2 separate regions of the Sus scrofa genome follow, and region 2 is linked to region 1. A link is a contact called in public HiChIP or PLAC-seq data. All regions are on one chromosome and are shown on one strand. The core of a region is the stretch at or near the end of the contact, and the rest is flanking DNA. Distances in the headings are between cores, read along the strand shown. Region 1 holds the start of UNC13B (protein unc-13 homolog B). Region 2 holds the start of TPM2 (tropomyosin 2 (beta)).

Region 1 (5,318 bases), core at 1,211-3,710:
GGCAATGCTGGATCCTAACTCTGTGTGCCAGGCTGGGAATAAAACTTGTGTCCCAGCGCTCCAGAGACACAACTATTCCTGTTGTGCCACTGTGGGAACTCCAAGTGTGACTTGCTTCTGATGAATGTAATACAAGATAAATGAGGAGATGTCACTTCTGTTATTAGGTTACAAAAGATTGTGACTTCCATCTTGCTAATAGACTCTGTTGCCTTCTCAGCTTACATGCTTTGAGGAAACAAGCGTATTGGAAAGGTTCACATGACAAGGAACTGAGTCCTGTCAATAACCAATAAGGAATCGAGGCTCTCAATTCAAGAGCCCAGGAGAAATTGAGTCCTGCTGACGATCATATGAAAGAACTTGGTAGTGGATCCTTCTGCAGTCAAGTTGGCACTTTCCTGAAGTCTTGAACCAGAGGATCTGATTAAGCCATACATAGATTCCTGACCCACAGATACTTTGAGATAATAAATGCTGTTTTAAGCCACTAAATTGTGGGGTTGTTACATGACAATGGTAATATACCAAATGAATCCAGCTCCAAAGGTCATACTCTTCACAATATTAGGCTGTTTCCCACTACTCTATCCTGTTTTCAAGTGTACAGTGATTTTCCACCCTTTTTTGGATGGCCCCTGCATCCTCTGGGAGAATCCCTGGTTTGATGAGAGGTTTGTTTTTTGTTGTCTCTAATCTCAATCAGTTCCAGAATCTAGAAGTTCCACACCTTTTTAGTCCCTTGCTGTTGTGGTTAAGGCAGCTGGGCTAAATAGCTAGATATGTCAACCTCCGGCAGCCCAGAGAATGCCCACTGCCTTTAGGATCAGAGATTTTTGTTGACTAGACTGGCTGAGTTGCTCTGCTCAAACTCTTCCTGAATATTTATTCAAATTTGGATAAATATTGGGTAGATCAAGTCTTTCCTTCTCCAGGTTCCCAGTTATGGCATTTGAAGTGTCGCTCTCTCCAAATGCTATATTCCAAACATATGATAGTTATGTTTTGTTTTTGGAAGGCAAAGACTCAGATTAATGGACCCTTCCTGAGTCTGCTAGGCAATATCCAACTAGGCCAAGAGCTCGCAAACATGGAAACCTGAGCTGGGCTAATGAGGACTTAGAACGCACCTGTCTAATGGTGATCAACCCTGGCATCACATTAGAATCATCTGGGGAGATTTTAAAAGGTAGGTACACCTGAGCTCTACCCCAAACCAATTAAATCCAAATTTTGGGGTGGAGGAGGTGTTGGATCTATACATCATGCTATGTGAATTCCTGTTTTCTGCTCTGGTCTTTTTCTCTTCCTTGCCTGTATGTACCTCATTTTGCCAGAAGTGTTCAGTTTAAAATGATTACCTTTTTTCCATCCTTCATTCAGTAAATATTTACAGACTGATTACTAAGTATTAGGCGCTATTATAGACAGTGGAGAGCATGAAAAAAGGCCTAGATAAGAACCGAGGTCTCCAGCTATTTTACTTTATGCTGTCTTTCTTTTTTTTTTTTCTTTATGCTGTAGTCACTAATTAAAATTTTGGTATGCCTTTTTTGTTTTGTTTTTTAAAGGAGGATGAGATATTTGTTTAAAATTTATTACTGTTATTTAAAAAATTAATTAATGCCCTTTTTTTTTTTGGCCGCACTTGAGGCATGTAGAAGTTCCCGGGCCAGGGATTGAATCCACGCTGCAGTTGCAGCCTGCGTCACAGCTGCCCAACCAGATCCTTGATCCCCTGCACCACAAGGAAACTTCCCATAGCCTATTCTTTATTGAAATATAATTGACATATAACATTATATTAGTTTCAGGTGATTTGATATTTGTATACACAGCAAAATGATCACTCCAGTAAGTCTAGTTAACATCCATCACCATACTAATTTACAAAAGTTTTTTTTCCTTGTTAAAGTCCATTTTAAAAATTTATTTATTTAAAATTTATTTATTTTGGCTCTGCCAGTGGCATGTGGAAGTTCCCGGGCCAGGGATAGAACTTGTGCCAGAGCAGCCACCCCAGCCACAGCAGTGGCACCGCTGGATCCTTAACCTGCTGAGCTGTAAGGGAACTCCTAAAGTCCACTTTTTAATTGATGTATAGTTGATTTACAATGCTATTAGTGTCAGGTGTACTGCAAAGTGCGTCACTACCTTGTTAAATTATTACGGTAAGAATTCCGTCAGCTCCCTTAATGAAGTCTGACAGAAATTCTTCAATGAAATCAATCTGTCCTTGGGTGGGTGGAAGCCCCGCCCACGTGGGAGGAGCAGAAGGCTTCAATTCCCACCTCACACAGGTGAGGAGGAAGCCCTCCCCTCTCTGTCTTCAAGTCTCATTAGTGGGAGGAGGTGTTTTCATTCTTTCACTAAGGAAAGCGGAAGAGGACTCCGCCTCCTACGTGCCAGTGTGGGGGGGCGGGGTCGGCGGACTGGGCGTGAGTTGATTGGCTGGGAGGCGGGGCGCCACAGGTTGGCTCTGTCCAGGCGCTTGCTTGGATGCCGGGTGGAGTGAGGGGAGGGAGTCCGGGTCAGTCTTGCTTCCTAGCGATGGCGCCGCGTTGCCGCGCCCAGTACCCGGCTTGGTTGTTGGTATTCACTGCTATCAGGAGCCAGCTCCGATGGTGAAAATTGGAGCGGGTCCAAAGGAGTGGTGGGAAGCTGCCTGCGACGGGACCATGAGGAGCGGCGAGACCTGTGGGGCCAAGAGCGGGAACAGCTGCGGCACCTGCTGAGAGGAAAGAGGGAACGGCCGGGTGCGGCGGCGCGGCTGGGGCGCGGTGGAGGCTCGCCGGCGCCTCGGCCATGTCGCTGCTCTGCGTGCGCGGTGAGTGCGCGGACTGAGGGGAGGGGGCGGAGGGCGCTGAGGAGTCTCCACGAGCTTCCAGTGGGCGTCGGGTTACTGCCTTTTCTAAACTTCACTTCGCGTCGGTGCCTCAGGGAAGCATTGTGTTAACTCATTTGTGAACACCTGGAGAATACTTTCTACTCTCTCTTGTTTTCCTCACGCGCTGAGACTGTTACCTCTCCATTCCGGTGGCCAGGTGACAGGGTTGTTGGCTGGCAGGCCCAGATCTTATTAAATGGTGTTTAGTTCTCTCCTTTGGCGAGAGTGGTCGAGCTAAGGACCGCGGATAGTCGGTGTCTATTCTTAGCGGGCAACCGTGTTTTACTTTCTTTCTTCCCCCTGCTCCGTAAAATCACAGTCGGCTTAGTAGCAGGTTCTTTTTATTAGGCTTTGAACGCCCAGTGGTACAGCTGTCACATCCCTCCTTCCAGTCTGTTTCTTGGCTTGCACCCCTCTATTGCTTCTCTTTGTCCCCTGCTCCTTCCCTGTAGTCTCGGCTAAGACTATTCTCATATTCGATTTGGAAAGGTGTGTCAGCTTCTCTCCTTTCCGAGCAGAGCATAAGAAGTATGATTTAATTATTTACTTCTATCAGAGTAACTAAGGTGAAGGCCTTTACTGGTTTTTCACTGAGGACGCTTGACCCACCTAAGAAGATAATTTAAGGCAAGAGCTTTGGGGTTTAAGGTGAGGCAAGGTGCATGGACTAAGTTCCATGAGGATAGATACTGCTTCTTAATGGTTTTTGTATTTCTGGCACCTAATATAGTAGGAGCTCAATGCTAGTTCTGAATGAGTGCAGAGACTGTGATTTTAGAGATTATCTGATCAGAAAAAGCAGGGTTTGGCTTACCCATTGCATTTGATCTTGGGGAATTCAAAGCCTATCATATCTGTGTTGAACAAGATGGGATAAGGTAGCTTGGTTGTGAGTGAGGATTTATCCACAAGAACCTTTTCCTGGCACCTTTTACTGGATGGAGTTCATGCTTCTTTTCAATTAGAAGCACTGTTATTTATGATCTCTCTGTTAAGTGTTTGTTACAGCTTCTGCAAACACACAACTGCTTTCCTCTGTTCTCCTCCACTGTTTTGTTAAATCTGCATTAACCCAAAATGGATTTGGATATTTCCAGGGATTATGAGAGACACAGAATTTTTCTTCTTTCATCGTTGATTTTTCATTAATGAGAATTTTGCTTTGCTTTTAGTAAAACATTTTTTCTCAGCAGCTGGCAATCTGTTTATTCCTTTAGATCTCTTCTGTTGAGTAGCTGGATTTAGGAGAGGTTGGGTTTTGTTTGCAGTGTCTCTTGGTCAGTTTAAATCTCTACTGCTACACTGTTTACAGAGCTAGCCCTCATGAAAGATTCTTAAGGCAGGAGGACTATTAAACCAGCAATTCCTATTTAATTGAGTTTAAACTTCAGAGAAGGAGCTGCTGCTGTTTTCATTTGTTCTAATATCAGACAACTTTCATTTCTTAGAAATTTTGCTGTTTAGCTAAGCTCTTTGTTTTAGTGTTAAATAAGTCAAATTTCTCCTTTTGAGCTTGGAGGATTGGAGACCAGCAGGTCATTGTTTTGGAATGTAGATCCTGAAGATGATTAATTACTGAAACAACTGGGTACATTGTATAGAAGTATTCATATTAAATGGCAAGGTGTTCATCCTGGGGAAACTTAGAGAAATGAATGTAAATAAGTCTTTTTAAAATATTCCCTACATTATATTTTGGCATTTAGGAATGTTGTTCATATTCTGAAAGAAGCCTGTGTGATAATATTGTATAACAACTCAATTTTAGTTTACCTTGGAGTAGAATTGAATTAGAAACTTATCTTCCATGTAGTTGAAGTTCAAACAGTGTTAGCTTGATGTAGAAATTGGCAAACTGGTAATTGATTTAATCATCCCCAAATATCTCAATAAAGAAGGCAGTTTCTTCATCTAACCCTGTAATCGTGCGTTATTGCCTGCCGGTTTAGGGCTCTCCAGCCCTCCTTTTTGGCTTCTGTTCTTTCCTGTCTTTATAAAGATGCTTTGCTCTAGCACTAAGTTTGTTCATTCCCACCTCATCAGTGTTTTACATTTGTACTTTCTGAAATAGTCTTTCCATGTTTTCCACTTATCAAAAGTGTATTCTTTTCTCAGCTTACAGGCTACTTTTGTTGTTGGAAAATTGCTCATTTCCTCAGCCCTCAGTGACCTTTCTCCTTTACACTCTTTAAACTCTTAAACTCCATAAAACATAAATTACTTCTGGTCTGAACAGTGCCACTAATTTGGCAATGAATTGTATATCTGCAGCAACTAGTCTTACACTGTTATGCTCATGGGGACCCAAAGAAGATAAAACGCAGATCAGATCTGGAATTTTGTGTTCAGTCAGGGTTGAGTCTAAGAGGCACACTTAGAAACTGGAATTTCTTTTTTTCTCGTTTCTTTTTAGGGCTGCACCTGCAGCCTA
Region 2 (5,974 bases), core at 567-3,066, 490 kb after region 1:
GCCTCCAGCTGCACTGGGCCTTGGTTATTTATAGACTGTCAGATGCCCGGGGCCATCTTCACTAGCAGCTGCAGGGCAGCTCCCTCCCAAGTGCCAGGACTGGTGAAGAACAAAAACCAAAGGCTGGAGGTCAGAGAAACCAATCTTGGGGGGCTTGGGGGGATGGGGAGCACGGCTAATGGTCAACACAAACCGTAGTGTCTTCTTTCATCTCGGCCGTTCAGACCATGCTCGTGCTAATCCCTGCATCCACCCAACCACAGGCTCATCTTAAACAATCCTGGGTGGAAGGCAAATGGGGAACCTGAGGCAGAGAAAGTACCATTGCCAAAGTCTTATGGCTGTTCTCCTACCTTAAGGTGGGGGCTGGGAAGAACAGGAGGTAGAGAAGTCTGGTTAGGGGGTGTGAGGTGGGCAGAGAAATCTCAGAGTGAACAGGAGCTGCCAAGGTGGTTGCCTTGGCATTAGTGGCCCTGTCCCTCTGCCCTGTGGCCTGGCATGGTCTCAAGACTGACAGCTTAATGAGGGTAAATGAGGGACCGTTAGAACCTGAGCTGGGGCGCCAGTACACAGCAGGGCCACTGGAGCCAGAGGTCAAGGCCAGGGAATTTCTAATGGCCCCCCAGCAGTGTAACTCAAGTCAAGGCCCATCTGTGGATTCCTCTCCCCTCCTCCTGCCTAACAGCACCTCCACCCACACCCCATACCCCACAAATGTAGCTTCAGTCTCCTCTCCATCTTCAGCTGGAAGATTAGTTGAGGTGGATGGTAAATTCTTGTGCCACCCGCCCCCGCGATGACTCACTGCTTGATCACTGTGCCTTCTAAGAGCTGGAACCAAATGGAATTAAAATGTTGTGTTCTCAGGGGGAAGTGGTAAGTGGTTTTGATTTACCCACTGTCTTGGATTAATTGTGCAAGCTTGCCCTGGCCTGCGTTCCTGAGAGGAAACCGTCTCTGTCCTGATGGTGAAAGTCCCTCTCATCCCCATGTCTGGAACCCCTCCCAAAGCACTGAGTCTCCTACTGTCCCCCCAGGTTCACACTCACGTCGGTGGCCTTCTTTTCAGCCTGCTCCAGTTTCTCCTGGGCATCCTTCACTGATTCGGAATACTTTTCCACCTCATCCTCCGTCCCTTTCAGCTTCTTCTGGAGGGCCTGCTGCTCCTCCTCCAGCTGGGAGAGAGATGCCTCAGTCAGCCAGGCCCAGGCCCAGGCAGGAGGCAGGGGTGTGTGTGAGGGGTACTAAGAGATATATAGAGGCTGACAGAGAGGAAGAGGGATAGCAGAGGAGGGTCAGGGCAGCTAGGGGTGTGGGAGGGAACTGGTGGGAGTAGAGAGAAAGCTTCCAGCCCCAAGGAGCAAGGCCCATCATGGCTCTGTAAAGGGAGGAGTGGAAATTAGGGGACTGGGGCTCCTCGGACGAGGGTGGGTGAGATGAAGTGTAGCTCTGGCTAGGGCCCTGGGGGTACTGTGAAGGCCCAGCCCCCACACTGGATGGTAGCGAGGCTTGGACGGCAGGCCAGAGGCTGGGGAGCACAGAGTGGCACAGGCTGCCCTTGTTGCGGATTGGGGACAGAGGTTACACAGAGCCTGGGACCCCCACCTGCTTGCAGCGGTCTTCAGCCTGCTTCTTGTCAGCCTCCGCCTGCTCAGCACGGTCGATGGCATTCTCCTTGTCCAGCTTTAGCATCTGCATCTTCTTCTTGATGGCATCCATGGTTGCTGTTGGGGACCGGCCGGCCGGCGGGCAGTGTGGACCGGGCGAACGGGACTGGCTGTGCTGACTGGGCGCACGGGTGGCGGACGAGGAGGACCTAGCGGGGCTGGGACGTCCCAGCCGCGCGGGCGCCTAAAAGGCTGGGAGGGACCGGGCGGAGCCGGGGGCCAGGACCCTCCCCCATTGCAGCCCAAACCTTGTAGGGGCAGAAGCACAGCAGGGTTGGGGGGGGCGCGGCCACCCCCTACGCCCACCCCTTCGGAACCGCCCCCTAGGGCTCCGCCTCTCCCTCACCCCATCCCCCCCAGCCGTCGGAAGGGAAAGTAGCTGGACGGTCTGCTGAGAAAGACACTAGCGCTGTGGAAGGGAGGGGACCTTGGGGCAGGGGGCTCCGTGCTTCTTCTGAGTGACAGCCTGGCCCGGTGGCAGCTGCGGCTGGGGCCCCTGAGGCTATTTCAGGGCTTGAGCTCACGGCAGCTGCCCCAAGCGCAGGGACCAAAAGGCCCCCCCTCAACTGCAGCAGCCGCTGCCCTTAATTTAGAAGTTTCCTGTAAATCCCCTCGGATTAAATGTCTCTTGGGAGGCGGGGCTCCTCCGCAGTTTGAGTGCCTCAGTTTACCCCAGTCCCAGATGCTGGGTTTTTGCTACGGACATGGTGGTGATAGTGGAGAGTCTTACCAGAGACTTGGGGAAACTGAGGTAGGAGGCGAGCCCAGAGCCCCGGCAGCCCTTCGGAGCGAGGACCGGCTTGTTGCCCCCGAGGGCGGGCCTGACCTCTCTTCCCCTCGCTTCCCCTTCCAGCCCCTGCCCCTGGAGCCAGGGCCCCTCCTCTACCATCGCCGAGCACGCAGAACCCGGATCCGCGCCCAGCCCGCCCCGCCCCCCACGTGCCCCGCATATTTTCCGCGGCCACTTCTGCCCCGCCGGACCCGCGCTCCCCGCCCCCATCCCCACCCCCACCCGGGACGAGTCGCTCTCCGTCCCCCTCCTCACCCCGCCTCGCGGTCCACCGGCCCCACCGCCCGCCCCCCACTCACCCCCACCCATCCCGATTTCCCCTAGCTTCCCTGTGCGCCCTCCCTTCTCCTTCCATTCTCCTCCCCTTCTCCCTGCGGACTCTCCTCCCTTCCCCTGTGGGCCAACTTTACGCTGAAATTTCTTTTCTGCCCTTTTTTGGGATGTTTCCCGTGGGGAGGCGGGGCCGGAATGGGGCAAGGAAGGCAGGGGCGAGGGCAAGAGTTACGGAGCTGCTGGGCGTCTGGAGCTGGGGGTGAGATGTTCCCTCTGACCGAGGCCGCCAGAAACAGCTCCCGGAGCCGGGAGCCGTGGCCTAGGGTCGGGAAATCGGAGGCACCCGTGCGAGGCTGTTTGTTTTCGCTTTTTCCTTGGGGTGGGGTGAGGGGAGAGGAAGTGGAGAGCCGCCTTGGGGTGGGGGGAGGGGAGACCAGGGTAGGCAGAGGAAGCCTCGCTCCCCAGGGGCAGGGGGGCGGGAGGCCTGGCTTTTGCTGGCTGGGTGGGAACCGTGGGAACCATAGGTCCACGGCCAGGGGAGGTGGGGGCGGAAATGTATTTAGATCTGCTTAGTGGACCGATGCTACACATGGAACAAACTTGACCTCTGTCCCCTCCTCACCCACCTCCCGGTCCACCGGCCCCACCGCCCGCTGGTGTTCACTCCATCTCCCTGTTCTCCCCAAACTCTTGGAAGAGTCTTCCATCCACCCTGTAGCCAGTGCCAGACCTCTCACTTCCCACAGTCCCTTGATCCTGTAGGTTCTGCTCCTACAAATGAGCTTCTTCCACTGAAGTCTCCTCCTCAGGCAGCTCCTTATATTACCTCCTGCCTGGGTCTGTTGTGAACTCCTGACTCCCCCAACTCTCCTCGACCTTGTTACACAAAGATCTTTGAAAAAGTTGGTACAAGTAGGACCCTAAGATGCTCCAAAAGCCCCTCCCTTCGCCCTCCCTCTTTTGCCAGTAAAAGTCACATTTCTTAATATGGTGTATCAGGCCCTTTGTTTTGGCACCTGCCTACCTCTCTAGCCCTACCTCCTTTCAGTTCCAACCTCACTCTCAGCACACAGATTTGTACTTCATGTAGCATTCATACTGAGCTAAGTGCAGGAGCTAGAAATCACCAAGCTTTTCTTAAAAGTTACCACCATTTTTTTTTTTTTAATTCATTTTTGGTCACCAACACTGGATCCTTTAACCCACTGTGCTGGGCTAGGGCTGAACATGAGTCCTGGTGCTGCAGAGACACGGCTGATCTGGTTGTGCCACCATGGGAACACCAAAGCTACCGCTTTATACATTCTGTTATATATCCCTAAAATGCCCTTCCCTTGGCTGATTCCTGGTGGCTGTAAAGACTCAGACCGTGTCAACTTTTCTGAGGAGGCTTCCCTAGCCTCTTCCCTTCCCACCCTCTGCATGTAATAAATGCTTATTCTTGGGGCAAGCTCCTAACAGTCTGTCTCGGCATAGTCCCTGTTATGACTGTTGTTATACCTGTTTGCCTAGTGGTCTGTGAGTTCTCCAGAATGCCAGGGCCTATCTTTTTCTTTTTTTCTTTTTTTTTTTAGGCAAGAAATAGATTTATTAGGATAGGACGCTTGCGAAAGATGCAAGCGGGCAGGCACTGAAGCTCTGCCCCCAGGATCCGTGGGATACAGTTATTATCAGCCAAGGGGAGTGGCTATCTTTTTCAATTCTAAATCCCCAGTGCCTGGCATAGCCTCAAGCATAGCGTTGGCATTTGATAAACATTTGCTAGTGACTTTTTTTGTGCACCAGGTTCAGGATACACAATGATACTCTGTGGATCTAGGGGAACTCATGGTCTGGTGGGGCAATTCTCAAACTTTGGTCCTAGAACCCCTTGACAGTAGGGTTTGAAGATCAAAAAGCTTCTGGTAGAGTGGGTAATATCTGTCAATACTCACCATATTAAAATGGAAACTGGGAGTTCCTGTTGTGGCTTAGCAGGTTAAGAACCTGTCTAATATCCATGAGGATGTGGGTTCGATTCCTGGCCCACTCACTGGGTTAAGGATCTGGTGTTGCTGTGAGTTGTGGTGTAGGTGGCTGATGCGGCTCGGATCTTGCACTGTGGCTGTGGCATAGGCCAGCAACTGTAGCTCCATTTCAGCCCCTAGCCTGGGAACTTCCATATGCCAAAGGTGCAGCCCTAAAAAGAAAAAAAGTCACTATATTCACCTCCCCAAATTAGTGAGAGTATGGCAGTTATACATTTTCGCAAATTTCTTTAATATCAGGCTTGATAGAGGACAGTTGGATTCTCAAAATCTACTTGTGCTTTCTATCTGTTGCTGTGTATTTGTTGTTTGAAGTACTATATGTGAAAAAAAGTCTAGTCTCACACAGACACATAGTTGGAAAGGAGAATAGTATACAGTTAACCCTTAAATAAGACAAGGGTCTGCAAAGTTGAAAGGTCATAACTTAGCCCATTGTATGCTAGGTTCCTGTGTATTATAATTCTGCCTCCTTAGATTGACCCAGCCTTGGATCATGTAATACTGTAGTAAGCTATCTTTTGATCCACATATAAGTGGACCAGTGCAGTTTACAGTTTACAGTGGCATTTGTAGCCTTTTCAGGTAATTGTGGATATTCTTCTTTGATACATCAACACTTGCCAGATGGTATTCTTTTAAGCGTTAGTTGTAAAATCCATTTTACTCGAAACCCTATCAATAACCTTTTGGTACACATTGGTGGTATTGCACTTTGGTTGGATCTTATATTTAGGGATAATTTTTTTTTTTTTTTTTTTTTGCTTTTTAGGGCTGCGCCCACGGCATATGGAGGTTCCCAGGCTAGGGGTTGAATCAGAGCTACAGCTGCAGGCCTACACCACAGCCACAGCAACTTGGGATCTAAGCTGAATCTGCCACCTACACCACAGCGCACAACATTGCCAGATCCTTTACCCACTGGGTGAGGCCAAGGATCGAACCCGCAACCTCATGGTTCCTAGTTGGATTTGTTTCCACTGCGCCACGACAGGAGCTCCAATTCACAGATAAATTTATAACATCATGCGTTGGTCATTTGGAAAATGACTTACTGAGCTGTGTGGGATGTTCTAAATATCAACACATTTCATTATTTATTATTAAAAATCATGATGGTTTCAATAAAAAAAAGTTTGTTTTATGTTTGGGGAAGCTGATACAAGTTTTCTAAAATTTTAATGTTCACTTGAAAGCTTGAATTATATCATTGGCAA

The links. HiChIP or PLAC-seq counts read pairs in DNA pulled down with a chosen protein or histone mark.
Region 2: a contact with region 1 is called in an H3K27ac HiChIP or PLAC-seq map of alveolar macrophages. The contact joins the promoter of TPM2 here to the promoter of UNC13B in region 1. A contact is called at or near these places in 1 of 47 Hi-C or Micro-C datasets (heart right ventricle) and 1 of 2 datasets of contacts at active chromatin or transcription factors (alveolar macrophages).

The regions. Positions count from the first base shown.
Region 1 is chr1:235,916,291-235,921,608 of Sscrofa11.1, forward strand. It overlaps UNC13B (protein unc-13 homolog B), which reads left to right and starts at 2,461. Exons shown (of 39, transcript XM_021065583.1): 1 at 2,461-2,827. The coding sequence starts at 2,806.
Region 2 is chr1:236,407,800-236,413,773 of Sscrofa11.1, forward strand. TPM2 (tropomyosin 2 (beta)) reads right to left here and starts at 1,817. Exons shown (of 9, transcript NM_001129947.1): 1 at 1,606-1,817; 2 at 1,050-1,175. The coding sequence starts at 1,719.